Regions from separate parts of the Callithrix jacchus genome. Here region 1 is linked to region 2. The links are chromatin contacts, called in public Hi-C maps. All regions are on one chromosome and are shown on one strand. Each heading gives the region's core, a stretch centred on a gene start, on an enhancer-like site or on the middle of the called end of the contact. The rest is flanking DNA. Distances are from core to core; before and after follow the strand shown.

Region 1 (6,657 bases), core at 3,647-6,146, 88 kb before region 2:
GGGTGTTGTCGGTGGGGGTGTGTCACAAGGTCCAAGGTCCAGTGTCACAAGGTTGGCTTATCAGTTGAGGCAGGAACAAGGATAAAATGTTGCAAGGTGGGTGAATCAGGCCGCCGGGTCCAATGTCACAAGGTTGGCTCAGACTTTCTGGCTCCGGGGGTTCATCTGGAGGTGTCCGTGTGGGTTCCAGGGTCACCATGGTGTAGTCCATGGTGCTGTCAGTTTAAAGAACCTTGAACTCTTGCCTTTTTTTTTTTTTTTTTTGAGATACAGTCTTGCTCTGTTGCCAGGCTGCAGTGCAGTGGCGCGATCTCAGCTCACTGCAACCTCCACCTCCTGGGTTCAAGTGATTCCCCTGCCTCAGGCTCCTGAGTAGCTGGGATTACAGGCACGCACCACCATGCCGGACCAAGTTTTTGTATTTTAGTAGAGACGGGGTTTCACCATGTTGTCCAGGCTGGTCTTGAACTCCTGACCTCAGGTGATCTGTCTGCCTCAGCCTCCCAAAGTGCTGGGATTACAGGCGTGAGCCACCGCGCTGGTGGGTAATTAGATTTTAAGGGGATGATGAGGGGTGTGGTAGCGGGGGATGGGGAGGTGGTTCCCGCACCCTAGGGTTAAGGTAGGGGACGTAAGGGGAGCTATTGGGGGAGGAGGGCGGCGGGGAGGTGTGGCTGTAGCCCAGGAGTAGCGAAGGAGGCAGACAATTTTGCTAGGATATCCCGGCCTAACAGGGGAACTGGACACGTGGGGATGATTAGAGTGTGGAAAGGAGTCGGCCGGGCGTGGTGGCTCAAGCCTGTAACCCCAGCACTTTGGGAGGCCGAGGCGGGTGGATCACGAGGTCAAGAGATCGAGACCATCCTGGTCAACATGGTGAAACCCCATCTCTACTAAAAATACAAAAAAAATTAGCCGGGTGTGGTGGCGCGTGCCTGTCATCCCAGCTACTCGGGAGGCTGAGGCAGGAGAAATGCTTGAACCCAGGAGGCGGAGATTGCAGCGAGCTGAGATCGCACCATTGCACTACAGCCTGGGCAACAGTGTGAGACTCTGTCTCAAAAAAAAAAGAGGGAGACTTGTCTCCTTTTCTCTGAAGGAAAAAACAGAGAGGGAGAGACTGCTTACCCAATGCGAAGGTGGTGAGAGGGTGGCTGGACTGGTCTCGTGCTCAGGCTGCCGGTGGGTCTCTTCACAGAGGGACAGTAGGGACAGTAGGGACAGGGGCTAGTCTCCCACAGGAACACCCCTGTCCCAGGTTTTGGCACCAGACGTTACAAAGGCTCTGAATGAAGAGACCCCCTAAACAGGCTTTGTATGAGCAACATGGCTGTTTATTGACCTGGGTGCGGGCGGGCTGGGCCTGAAAAGAGGGTCAGCAGAGGGCGGTGGGATAGGACTTGGTTTTATGGGTTTGGGGTAGGCAGTGGAAAGTGACAGAAGTTACCGTTCAGGTTGGTTTTTGCAATCTAGGGGAGTGTTGCTGCGGGTGGGGGGGGGGCGGTGTCAAAAGGTCCAAGGTCCAGTGTCACAAGGTTGGCTTATCAGTTGAGGCAGGAATGGCTGAGGCAGGAACAAGAGCAAAATGTTGCAAGGTTGGTGAATCAGGCCGCCGGGTCCCATGTCACAGGGTTGACTCAGACTTCGTGGCTCCGGGAGTTCATCTGGAGGTGTCGGTGTGGGTTACAGGGTTACCATGGTGTAGTCCATGGTGCCATCAATTCAAAGAATCTTGCACTCGCGTTTTCAATGGAGGCTTCTCTGAGCACCCTGCTTAGAATTCATTTCAAAGCCGGACACAGCAGCCGCTCATGTCTGCTATCCCAGCACTTTGGGAGGCAGAGGCAGGAGGATGACTTGAGGTCAGGAGTTCAAGACCAGCCTGGTCCACATGGTAAAACCCAGTCTCCACCAAAAATACAAAAATTAGCTGGGCCTGGTGGTGCACACCTGTAATCCCAGCTACTTTGGAGGCTGAGGCAGGAGGATTGTCAAACCCGGGAGACAGAGGTTGCAGTGAGCTGAGATGGTGCCACTGCACTCCAGCCTGGATGACAGAGCAAGACCCTGTCTCAAAACACTAAAATAAAATAAAATAAAATTCATGGCTGGGCGCGGTGGCTCACGCCTGTAATCCCAGCACTTTGGGAGGCCGAGGCGGGTGGATCACTAGGTCAGGAGATCGAGACCATCCTGGTCAACATGGTGAAACCCCGTCTCTACTAAAAATACAAAAAATTAGCTGGGCATGGTGGCGCGTGCCTGTAATCCCAGCTACTCGGGAGGCTGAGGCAGGAGAATTGCCTGAACCCAGGAGGCGGAGGTTGCGGTGAGCCGAGATCGCACCATTGCGCTCCAGTCTGGGTAACAACGGTGAAACTCTGTCTCAAAAATAAAATAAAATAAAATTCATTCAAAGCAGCACCCACCAGATGCCCTGAATACGTTTCATATTTCTGTGTCACTCTGGAGTTTGAGACAAATACAGATGAACTTATCCACGGCCCACACGTCACCGTCTGCCTGTCTGTGGGCTGTATTGCAGGCCTATAGAGGATGCTCAATAAATGTTTGAATTTGAATTGATGTCCAAGTCTTTTTCATTTTTTATTTTTTTGAGACTGAGTCTTGTTGCCCAGGCTGGAGCGCAATGGTGCCATCTCAGCTCACTGCAACCTCCGCCTCCCAGGTTCAAGTGATTCTCCTGCCTCAGCCTCCTGAGTAGCTGGGATTACAGGCGCACCACCATGCCCGGCTAATTTAGTATTTTTAGTAGAGAGGGTGTTTCACCATGTTGGCCAGGCTGGTCTCAAACTCCTGACTGCAAATGATCTTCCTGCCTCAATTTCCCAAAGTGCTGGGATTACAGGCGTGAGCCACTGCACCGAGCCTTAAATTATTTTTATTTTCGAGATGGAGTCTTGCTCTGTTGCCCAGATTGGAGTGCAGTGGCGAGATCTCAGCTCACCACAACCTCTGCCTCCGGTTTCCAGTGATTCTCCTGCCTCAGCCTCCCGAGTAGCTGAGACTGCAGGCACGCACCACCACGCCCAGCTAATTTTTGTATTTTTAGTAGAGGCGGGGTTTCACTATGTTGGCCAGGATGGTCTTGAACTCCTGACCTTGTGATCCGCCTTCCTCGGCCTCCCAAAGTGCTGGGATCACAGTGTGAGCCACCGCACCTGGCCTCAAACTTTTTGTAGAGATTGAGTTTCACCACGTGGCCCAGACTGGTCTGAAACTCCTGGGCTCAAGGGATCCCCCCACCTCGGCCTCCCAAAATGTTGGGATTGCAGGCATGAGCCTCTGCCCCTGGCCTCAAGTGTGTTTTCCCGTTCGGAAGGACCTCTGGATTCCACGTTCCCTTCCTGCCAGACAGTGAATTTTGTTCATTCCCCCCCCCCACCCCATCGTCTGTTCATTCCTTCGTTAAGCAGTTAGTGTGCACTGAGCGTCTACGGTTCGCCACGGGCGGCTTCAGATCGCGAGGATGCTGTTTTCTGGGACGGATGCCGCGGCTGCCGTCACAGGGCTCACAGCTCCAAGGGGAGGCGGACACAGGAGTGGCTGGTCTCGTGTGGGCCTGCCCTGGGTGTGATGGGGATGCAGAAGGAACTAGGGGGTGCTGACTTGGGGGCGGAGATCTGAGCCCCTCAAGGGTGATCAGAGCTCTCTGCAGCCTCCAGGAAGGAAAGGGCCCAGGCAATGACCTGCAGGAGTGGAAGGGAGCGCGGACCCTCCAGGGGAGCCAGTGTGACCCATCTGGGTGCAGGTCTTCTGTCCCCCAAGCCTACAGGCGCCGGACACATGACTTACCTGTGGAAATCCAGAAAGTGCCGCAGTAAGCAGATGCTGCCACTAGAGGGCACCATCGGACAGCAGTTCCAGCCTCTCCCGACCCCGGGCTGGGAAGGGGACGGTCCCTTTTTCCCCCGGGCCTGCTCCGAAGAGAGAGCTCAGAGGGGAAAGGGGTCCCAAAAAAGTGCCGAGTTCCCAGCCATGCCAACAGCCCCCTTGCCCCTCTGTAAATTACAACAATCGGCCGGGTGTGTGGCTCACGCCTGTAATCCCAGCACTTTGGGAGGTTGAGGCTGGTGGATCACCCGAGGTCAGGAGTTCAAGACCAGCCTGGCCAACATGGTGAAACCTCATCTCTACTAAAAATTCAAAAATTAACCGGGTGTGGTGGCGGGTGCCTGTAATCCCAGCTACTGGGGAGGCTGAGGCAGGAGAATGGCTTGAACCCGGGAGGCGGAGATTGCAGTGAGCTGTGATCACACACACCACTGCACTCCAGCCTCGGCAACAGAGCAAGAATCTGTCTCAAAAATAATAATAATACGGGCCGGGCGCGGTGGCTCAAGCCTGTAATCCCAGCACTTTGGGAGGCCGAGGCGGGTGGATCACGAGGTCAACAGATCGAGACCATCCTGGTCAACATGGTGAAACCCCGTCTCTACTAAAAATTACAAAAAATTAGCTGGGCACGGTGGTGCGTGCCTGTAATCCCAGCTACTCGGGAGGCTGAGGCAGGAGAATTGCCTGAACCCAGGGGGCGGAGGTTGCGGTGAGCCGAGATAGCGCAATTGCACTCCAGCCTGGGTAACAAGAGCGAAACTCTGTCTCAAAAAAAAAAAAAAAAAAAAAATAATAATAATAAATAAAGACTCTGTCTCTAAATAAATAAATAAAAATAAAAAATAAATTGCAATAATAATGACAGCCAAATATCCCCATTGGCAGGTCAGGTCACCAGGGCTCTCTCTGCCCCATTTTGCATTTGGGGAAACCGAGGCACAGAGAGGTAGTGTCGCTTTGCAAGGGCACACAGTGGGACTAGGGTGAGGCCAGAGAAGCCCCTCAGAGAAATGAAAGGCAGAGTTTACCCTCAGGAGTGCGCAGGTGGGGGATCTTCGGAAATCACTATCTAATGCTGTTGTTTCCAACCTGGCTGGAGCCCAGAGAGGGCAGGTGCCAGCCTGAGGCCACACAGCAGGCTCTTCTCCAGTCCCCTCCCTCAAGGGTGTCTCCCTGTAGCCCTGTGGTTCGCCTGGGCTCACAAATGCCATCCCCAAGTGCCCCGGGACAGGGATCTTTTATTTTTAACCTGTCCAGTGGCTGCGACCTTATTATATCCCTGGGAGGCCGCCACGGTTTCCAGTTTCCAAGGGAAGCTGCAAAATTGTTTCTCTTCCCAGGAAAAGGAGTGTCTGGGTGCGGTGGTTCATTCCTGTAATCCCAGCATTTTGGGAGGCTGAGGTGGATCGCTTAAGCCCAGGAGTTTGGGACCAGCCTGGCCAACGGTGGGACCCCTGTTTCTATTTTTATTTTTTATTATTTCTTTATTTTGAGACAGAGTCTCACTCTGTCACCCAGGCTGGAGTGCAATAGCACGATCTTGGCTCACTGCAACCTCTACTTCCAAGGTTCAAGCAATTCTCGTGCCTCAGCCTCCCCAGTAGCTGGGAGTACAGGCATGCACCACCACACCCAGCTAATTTTGTATTTGTAGTGGAGATGGTGTTTCACCATTGTGGCCAGGCTGAACTCCTGACCTCAGGTGATGCGCCCACCTGGGCCTCCCAAAGTGCTGGGATTACAGGCCTGAGCCACGGCACCCGGCCTTAAATTTTTTGTAGAGATTGAGTCGCAGCGTGTGGTCTCAAACTCATTCTGTCACCCAGGCTGAAGTGCAGTGGTGTGATCACAGCTGGCTACAGCCTTCACCTCCTGGGCTCAAGTGATCCTTTCACCTCAGCCTCTCGAGTCGCTGGGACCACAGGTGCACACCACCACATCCAGCTAATTGTCATATCATTCTTGTAGAGACCTTGGGGGGAGGGGGTGTGTCTCACTCAATTGCCCAGGCTGGTCTCGAACTCCTGGGCTCAAGCACCCCCCACCTGCCTCAGCCTCCCAAAATGCTGAGATTACAGGCATAAACCACCCTGCCTGCTTGTAAGGGGCTGCACTTTAGATAATTCGGGAAGGCTTCATGGAGGAGGTGACATTGGATGAAGATCATTGCTTTTTTTTTTTTTAAGACAGAGTCTCACTCTGTTGCCTAGGCTGGAGTGCAGTGGCTCAATCTTGGCTCACTGCTATGTCTGCCGCCCAGGGTTGAAGCAATTCTCCTGCCTCAGCCTCCAGAGTAACTGGGATTACAGGCCCCTGATACTGCACCTGGCTAATTTTTGTAGTTTTTATTTTTATTTATTATTTTTGAGATGGAGTTCCGCTCTTGTCACCCAGGCTGGAGTGCAATGGCGCGATCTTGGCTCACTGCAACCTCTGCCTCCTGGGTTCAGACAATTCTCCTGCCTCAGCCTCCTGAGTAGCTGGGATTACAGGCACGCGCCACCATGCCCAGCTAATTTTTGTATTTTTAGTAGAGATGGGGTTTCACCTTGTTGACCAGGATGGTCTCGATCTCTTGACCTCGTGATCCACCCGCCTCTGTCTCCCAAAGTGCTGGGATTATAGGTGTGAGCCACCGCACCCGGCCTTTTGTAGTTTTTAGTAGAGACGAGGGTCTCACCATCTTGGCCAGGCTGATTTTGAACTCCTGACCTAGTGATCCACCCACCTCAGCCTTCCAAAGTACTGAGATTACAGGCGGGAGCCACTGCACCCGGCCCCAAGATCACTGCTTTAATC
Region 2 (6,300 bases), core at 3,245-5,744:
GATCACATTGTAGCAACAGGGATTTCCTGGCATTGGAAATCCAGCAATAGGGGATTGGTTGGTTAGTTGGAATTCATCAAACAATGGCTAATCCCTCTCTTGTGTCATAGCTGCCCCCCTCCAAAAGGTAAGTTAGAATCCTAACCCCCTGGTATCTAGAGAACATGACCCGTTGGAGATAGGGTCTTCACAAAGGCAGGGAAGTTACAATGACGTCATTGGGGTGGACTGTCAGCCAGTAGCATGGATATCCCATAAAAAGGGAACATGGGCTCCGAGCAGCGGCTCACGTCTGTAATCCCAGCACTTTGGGGGGCCAAGGCAGCTGGATCACCTGGGGTTAGGAGTTCGAGGCCAACCTGGCCAACATGGTGAAACTCTGTCCCTACAAAACATTAGCTGGGCGTGGTGGCGGGAGCCTGTAATCCCAGATACTCGGGAGGCTGAGGCAGGAGAATTGCTTGAATCCAGGAGGTGGAAGTTGTGGTGAGCTGAGATTACGCCATTGCACTCCAGCCTGAGCGACGAGAGAGAGACTCCATCTCAAAAAATCAAAAATAAAAACAAAAACAAAAAAGCCAGAAGAGTACCATTATGATAGTGAGGGTTTTTGGTTGTCTTTTTTTTTTAAGATGGGGTTTCACCATGTTGGTCAGGCTGGTCTTGAACTCCTGACCTCAGGTGATCCGTCCACCTTGGCCTCCAAAGTGCTTGGATTACAGGTGTGAACCACTACACCTGGCTGGTTGTCGTTTTCTAAGATGCAGTCTTGCTCTGTCGCCCAGGCTGGAGTGCCATGGTATGATCTTGGCTCACCACAATCTCTGCCTCCCAGGTTTAAGCAATTCTTCTGTCTCAGCCTCCCAGGTAGCTGGGATTACAGGCGTCCGCCACCAAGCCTGCCTAATTTTTTTTTGTAGTTTTGGTAGAGATGCATTTTCACCATGTTGGCCAGGCTGGTTTCAAACTCCTGACCTCAAGTGATCTGCCCACCTCAGCATCCCAAAGTGCTAGGATTATAGGTGCGAGTCACTGTGCCTGGCCTAGAATACATTCTTAGTATTTTGAGTTTTAATATGTCTACTTTTAATGTTTCAATATGTTTTCAACAGCGTTCTGAGGGAAATAACCATTAAAATACATAAAAACAGGCCAGGCATGGTGGCTCAGCCTTGTAATCCTAGCACTTTGGGAAGCCAAGTTGGGAGGATCTCTTGAGCGCAGGAGTTTGAAATCAGCTTGGGAAAGATAGCGAGACCCCATCTCTACTAAAACTTTAAAAAAATTAGCTAGGCTTGGTGGCACGCACCTGTGGTCCCAGCTATGCGGGAGGCTGCGGTGGAAGGATTCTGTGATCCCAGGGGGTCGAGGCTGCAGTGAGCTGTGATTGCACCACTGCACTCCAGCCTGAGTGACAGAGTGAGACGCTGTCTCAAAAACACCCAAAACCAAACCCCTCAAAACACATAACAACAGGCATAAAGAGGCCTTGCAAAACTTCAAGGGTTTGGCAAATCACTACCAAAACCTGTCTCGATGGAAACTTTTGACACTTTGTTCATGATGGAGTTATTTGCCAGTAATCATTTTTAAAAATAATATGGCAGGGTGTAGTGTGCAGGCCTGTAAGCCCAGCACTTGGAGGCGGAGATGATCACTTGACTTCAGAGTTCAAGACCAGCCTGGCCAACATGGTGAAATCCCATCTCTATAAAAAATGCAAAAATTAGCCGGGCGTAGTAGCTTATGCCTGTAATCCCAGCTACCAGGGAGGCTGAGGCATGAGAATAGCTTGAACGCGGGAGGTGGAGGTTGCAATGAGTCAAGATCGTGCCTCTGCACTCCAGCCTGGACAACAGAGAGAGAGAGAAAAAAGTATTGAAATGTTATTTATCATGATTATTGAGAGTTTTTTGGCACCTCTTTAATTTTTGCACGTGGTACCAGTGACTTAAAATGCCTCAGTCTCCTTACCCTAATCCCAGCCCTGCAGGAGCGAGGGTGTGTGGAATTTCACAGTGGTCTGATCCTAATTTCTTGCCATCATACTCCCACCCCTTCTACTGTCTCTTTAAGAAAGAGGCTGGTCATGGTGGCAAACTCCTATAATCCCAGCACTCTGGGAGGCTGAGGCAGGCGGATCTCTTGAGGTCAGGAGTTCAAGACCAGCCTGATCAACGTGGAGAAATCCCGTGTCTACTAAAAATACAAAATTAGCCAATTGTGACGGCACATGTCTGTAATCACAGCTACTCGGGAGGCTGAGGCAGGAGGATCACTTGAACCTGGCAGGTGGAGGTCTGGCCTCAGAAAGCTCTTTACAGAGTAGTTGGGATTGGGTACGCTGGCTCATGACTGTAATCCCAGCACTTTGGGAGGCTGAGGTGCCCAGATCATGTTCGGTCACAAGTTCGAGACCAGCCTAAGCAACATAGTGTAGGCCCTCCTATAAGTCACTTTCTCTACCAGGCACATTTTAAAAAATTTAGCCAGGCGAGGTGGTCCATGCCTGCGGTCAAGGTATTCCAGGGGCTGAGGCGGGAGGATTGCTTGAACCCAAGGAGTTGGAGGCTGGAGTGAGGGATGATCGTACCACTGCACTCCAGCCTGGGCCCCAGAATGAGACTCTCAAAAAAAAAAAAAAAAAATAGTAGTTTGATGATCTAAGGCAAAATGGCGAATATCAAATATCGAGTACAGATTTTATGAGATGAACTCAGAAGAGTTCATTTGACCCCAGGATGGGTTTGTGGGCCATTTGCCTTGCATTGTTTTATTTATTTATTTATTTTGAGACGGGGAGTTTCGCTCTTGTTACCCAGACTGGAGTGCAATGGCACGATCTCGGCTCACTGTAACCTCCACCTCCTGGGTTCAAAGCAATTCTCCTGCCTCAGCCTCCCGAGTAGCTGGGACTACAGGCACACACCACCGTGCCCAGCTAATTTTTGTATTTTTAGTAGAGACGGGATTTTACCTTGTTGACCAGGATGGTCTCGATCTCTTGACCTCGTGATCCACCCGCCTCGGCCTCCCAAAGTGCTGGGTTTACAGGTGTGAGCCACCACGCCCGGCCCGGCCGACGTGCATTGCTTTAAGTGGAGGGTGGACTGATGGTAAAGTAATAAACGTGTGTGTGTGTGTCTGTGTGTGTGTGTATTGGATTTCTTTTTGTCTTCCGTACTTTCCTTCTTTCGATCTCTACTGTATCAAGTAGAATAACAGCTATTCAGGAAGAGCGGATATTATTTGGCTGACAGCAGCAGAACTATTTTTTTGCAGCGCTGGACTGTAACAACCTTTCCTACATTATCCCTGTGTGAAAGTTCAAAGAAGTGTGGCTTTTGCTGGTTTCCATAGTGTAGCGGTTATCACGTTCGCCTCACACGCGAAAGGTCCCCGGTTCGATCCCGGGCGGAAACACTTGTGCCTGTTATTTTCAGGTTTCGCCGAACCAGCAATTCTGGTTCCCTTCTTTCTCTCCCGCCTTTTAGAGATTTTTATGATATTTAAAAAGTGATTTCAGGCCGGGTGCGGTGGCTCACGCCTGTAATCCCAGCACTTTGGGAGGCCGAGGCGGGTGGATCACGAGGTCAAGAGATCGAGACCATCCTGGTCAACAGGGTGAAACCCTGTCTCTACTAAAAATATAAAAATTAATTGGGCATGGTGGTGCCCGCCTGTAATCCCAGCTACTCAGGAGGCTGAGGCAGGAGAATTGCTTGAACCCGGGAGGCGGAGGTTGCAGTGAGCCGAGATCACGCCATTGCACTCCAGCCTGGGTAACAAGAGCAAAACTCCGTCTCAAAAAAAAAAAAAAAAAAGTGATTTCAAAATAAAAAATTTAGGCTGGGCGCAGTAGCTCACGCCTGTAATCCCAGCACTTTGGGAGGCTGAGGAGGGTGGGTCACCTGAGGTCAGGAGTTCAAGACCAGCCGGGCCATCATGGAGAAACTCCATCTTTAAAAACAAAAAAAGAAAAGAAAAGAAAATGAGAATTGCAAACCGCTAAAAGAAAATGGGAATTGCGAACTGACAAAATAAAAGAAAATGAGACTTGCAAACTGACAAAAGAAAAGAAAATAAGACTTGCAAACTGATGAAAGAAAAGAAAGTGAGACTTGCAAACTGAGAAGAAAACATGCGTTGGCCGGGAATCGAACCCGGGTCAACTGCTTGGAAGGCAGCTATGCTAACCACTATACCACCAACGCCAGGACGGAAAGCGTTGTTTCCGTATATCCTTAATAGGGGGAGTCATGGGCTTGGCTGAGCGATACCAAGTCACGCGGGGGTGTTTCTCCCTACCGCACCAGAAGATGTCGCTCTTGGGCGTTCTGCGCCTTAGGCACCCCGGCGCCGCTCTGCGGGGTCACCCCCAGCGCCGCGGACGTCTTGGTACGTGCCTAGAGGTGTCCAATCCCAGGCCGCCGCCTGGGCCGCTCAACTTCCGGGTCAAAGGGGTCTTAGCCGGCGGGTCCCCCGTGTCCGCCGCCGCTGTCGTCCCCCGCGCCCGCCACTTCCGGGGCCGCAGTCCCGGGCATGGAGCCGCGAGCGTGAGGCGCCGCTGGCCCCGGGACGCCCTGCCCAGCCCGGCCGCCGCCCCGCGCCCCGGTGAGCATCGCCCGCGCGCCTCGTCCCGCCCCGGCCGCGACCCTGAACCCGCCATTGACCGGCCTCGCCTCGGCTCTGAGCCTGCACTCGCCATTGCCCGGCCTCCTCGCACCCTGGCGCCGTCACGCACCCGTCCCTGGGTCCCTCCGGCCCCCTGCCTCGTTTACCCTCCGCCCTGGGAGCCCCTCCACTTTCTTTCCCTCCCGGATTCCTGCGCTGGCCAGGCCACCTCCCAGTTTCTCCCTTTCCCGGCCCGGCCTCCCCACCCATCCCGTTGCTCCCCAGGCTACCCGGCCCTGACCCCATCCGGGAGTGACCGCACCCAAGAACGCCCTCGCTGCTGCAGATCTTGACACCCTCTCCCCTTCCGTGCGGGCTCTGGAGCTCCCGATCTCCCTCTCCCCATCCCAACGCTATGTGTGCACAGAGGCCACTGCCCTGGACCTGCATCCTGTCATCACCCCTTTACCCCTTCCTCCCACCTTCGCCCCAAGGCTTGGTCTCTCCCGACCCAGTCCCACTTGATCCCTCTATTAAGGGCATCCAGAGACCGGTTTTCCTGCCGCGGCATTGGTGGTGTGGTTAGCATAGCTGCCTTCCAAAGGGCCGGCCCACAGGGTCCAGCCCCTTCTCTCAGCCTCCCTTCTCTGGCCTGTCCAGCCGCCCACCTTCTTCCCACGCAGCCTTAGGCCAGCCCTGACACTTCCCTCTCCAGGCTGCCTCTGAGCCATTGAAAGTGGGCTATGCCCTTCTCCCCCACCCCCTGGTCTTTCCCTGGGGCTCCCTGAGGAAGTCACTTGTCTCCGCGGCAAGAACCAACCTGCTTTCGAGTAGCTGGGACTAAAGCCCAGGAGGTGTGGACTGTAGGCACCAATCCCTGCATTCCTCGGCTGGGTCCCGGGGGAATCAGGACCCGTGGGATGGCTTCTCTCCCAGATTCTGTCCAGGGCATGGAGGCAGTGCTGCAGGGATTCGAGGCAGAGCTAGAATGTAGCCAGGTAGAATCAGGCCTGGCAGTCTGCAGCTTCTGAGTGGAGGGGGGACTGAATGGCTGGCTAGTGCTTCCATTAACCTGTCACCTTCATGACACGTTTATCCTATCAAGGTCTGTGTCCCACGCCTGCAGCTGGAATGGAGGCTCCCTGGACCCTTTAAAAGGTCAGTTGTGCTGGGGTTTGGCAGCCAGGAAGGCTGGGGTGGGGGCCGGTGGGATTCCTTTGCCTGCTGTAGAATATAGAGATTGGCAGGAAATGGTTTTTTGTGGCTCTGGGTCGTTGTCTTCCCCAGGGCAGTGGCTGCAACTTTCTGTGCGCCACTGAAGGCTTTTATTTTTACCCCTGTACCCCTCTAGCTGCCCCGGGAGGAACTTTCTGAAGGGTTCTGGGAGAGAAAGGGGAGAGTGCTGATTTCAGCAGGATTTGGTGGAGGGGTGGCTTTATCCCCTTCGCTGCCTGAGCTGATCGGTAGATGGTGAGGATTCTGGCTCTGGATTCTCCCCCTTAGATTCTTAGAGAATTCTTAGAGAGTCCCCCTTAGCTGGATTCTCCCCCTTTGTGTGGTTTTGAGGAGCTTGTTGAGTCGGCGCTGTGTGTTAAAAGCCGTATGTGTGTGGTCTCATTTAATCCTGTCGGTGGCCCCAGGGGTAGATACTGTCATCCCGTGTTCAAGTGGAAGCTGGCAGAGGTT

The links. Hi-C and Micro-C count contacts between places; a contact is called where the count stands out from the background.
Region 1: a contact with region 2 is called in a Hi-C map of skeletal muscle, with 4 times the contacts expected there. The contact joins the enhancer-like site here to the promoter of DPP9 in region 2. A contact is called at or near these places in 3 of 3 Hi-C or Micro-C datasets (induced pluripotent stem cells and skeletal muscle).

Annotation. Positions count from the first base shown.
Region 1 is chr22:4,558,295-4,564,951 of calJac240_pri, reverse strand. No RefSeq gene overlaps it. Among named protein-coding and RNA genes, the nearest start is that of FEM1A, 12 kb to the right of the region's middle. Within about 2 kb of position 4,896, at least 1 of the 16 cell types and tissues checked has an H3K27ac peak or open chromatin away from gene starts, as enhancers often do. A contact at or near this core is called in skeletal muscle, where this site is marked.
Region 2 is chr22:4,469,977-4,476,276 of calJac240_pri, reverse strand. It overlaps DPP9 (dipeptidyl peptidase 9), which reads left to right and starts at 4,494. Exons shown (of 23, transcript XR_013531258.1): 1 at 4,494-4,614; 2 at 5,720-5,772. It overlaps TRNAG-UCC (transfer RNA glycine (anticodon UCC)), which reads right to left and starts at 4,214; the gene lies at 4,143-4,214. TRNAV-CAC (transfer RNA valine (anticodon CAC)) reads left to right here and starts at 3,351; the gene lies at 3,351-3,423.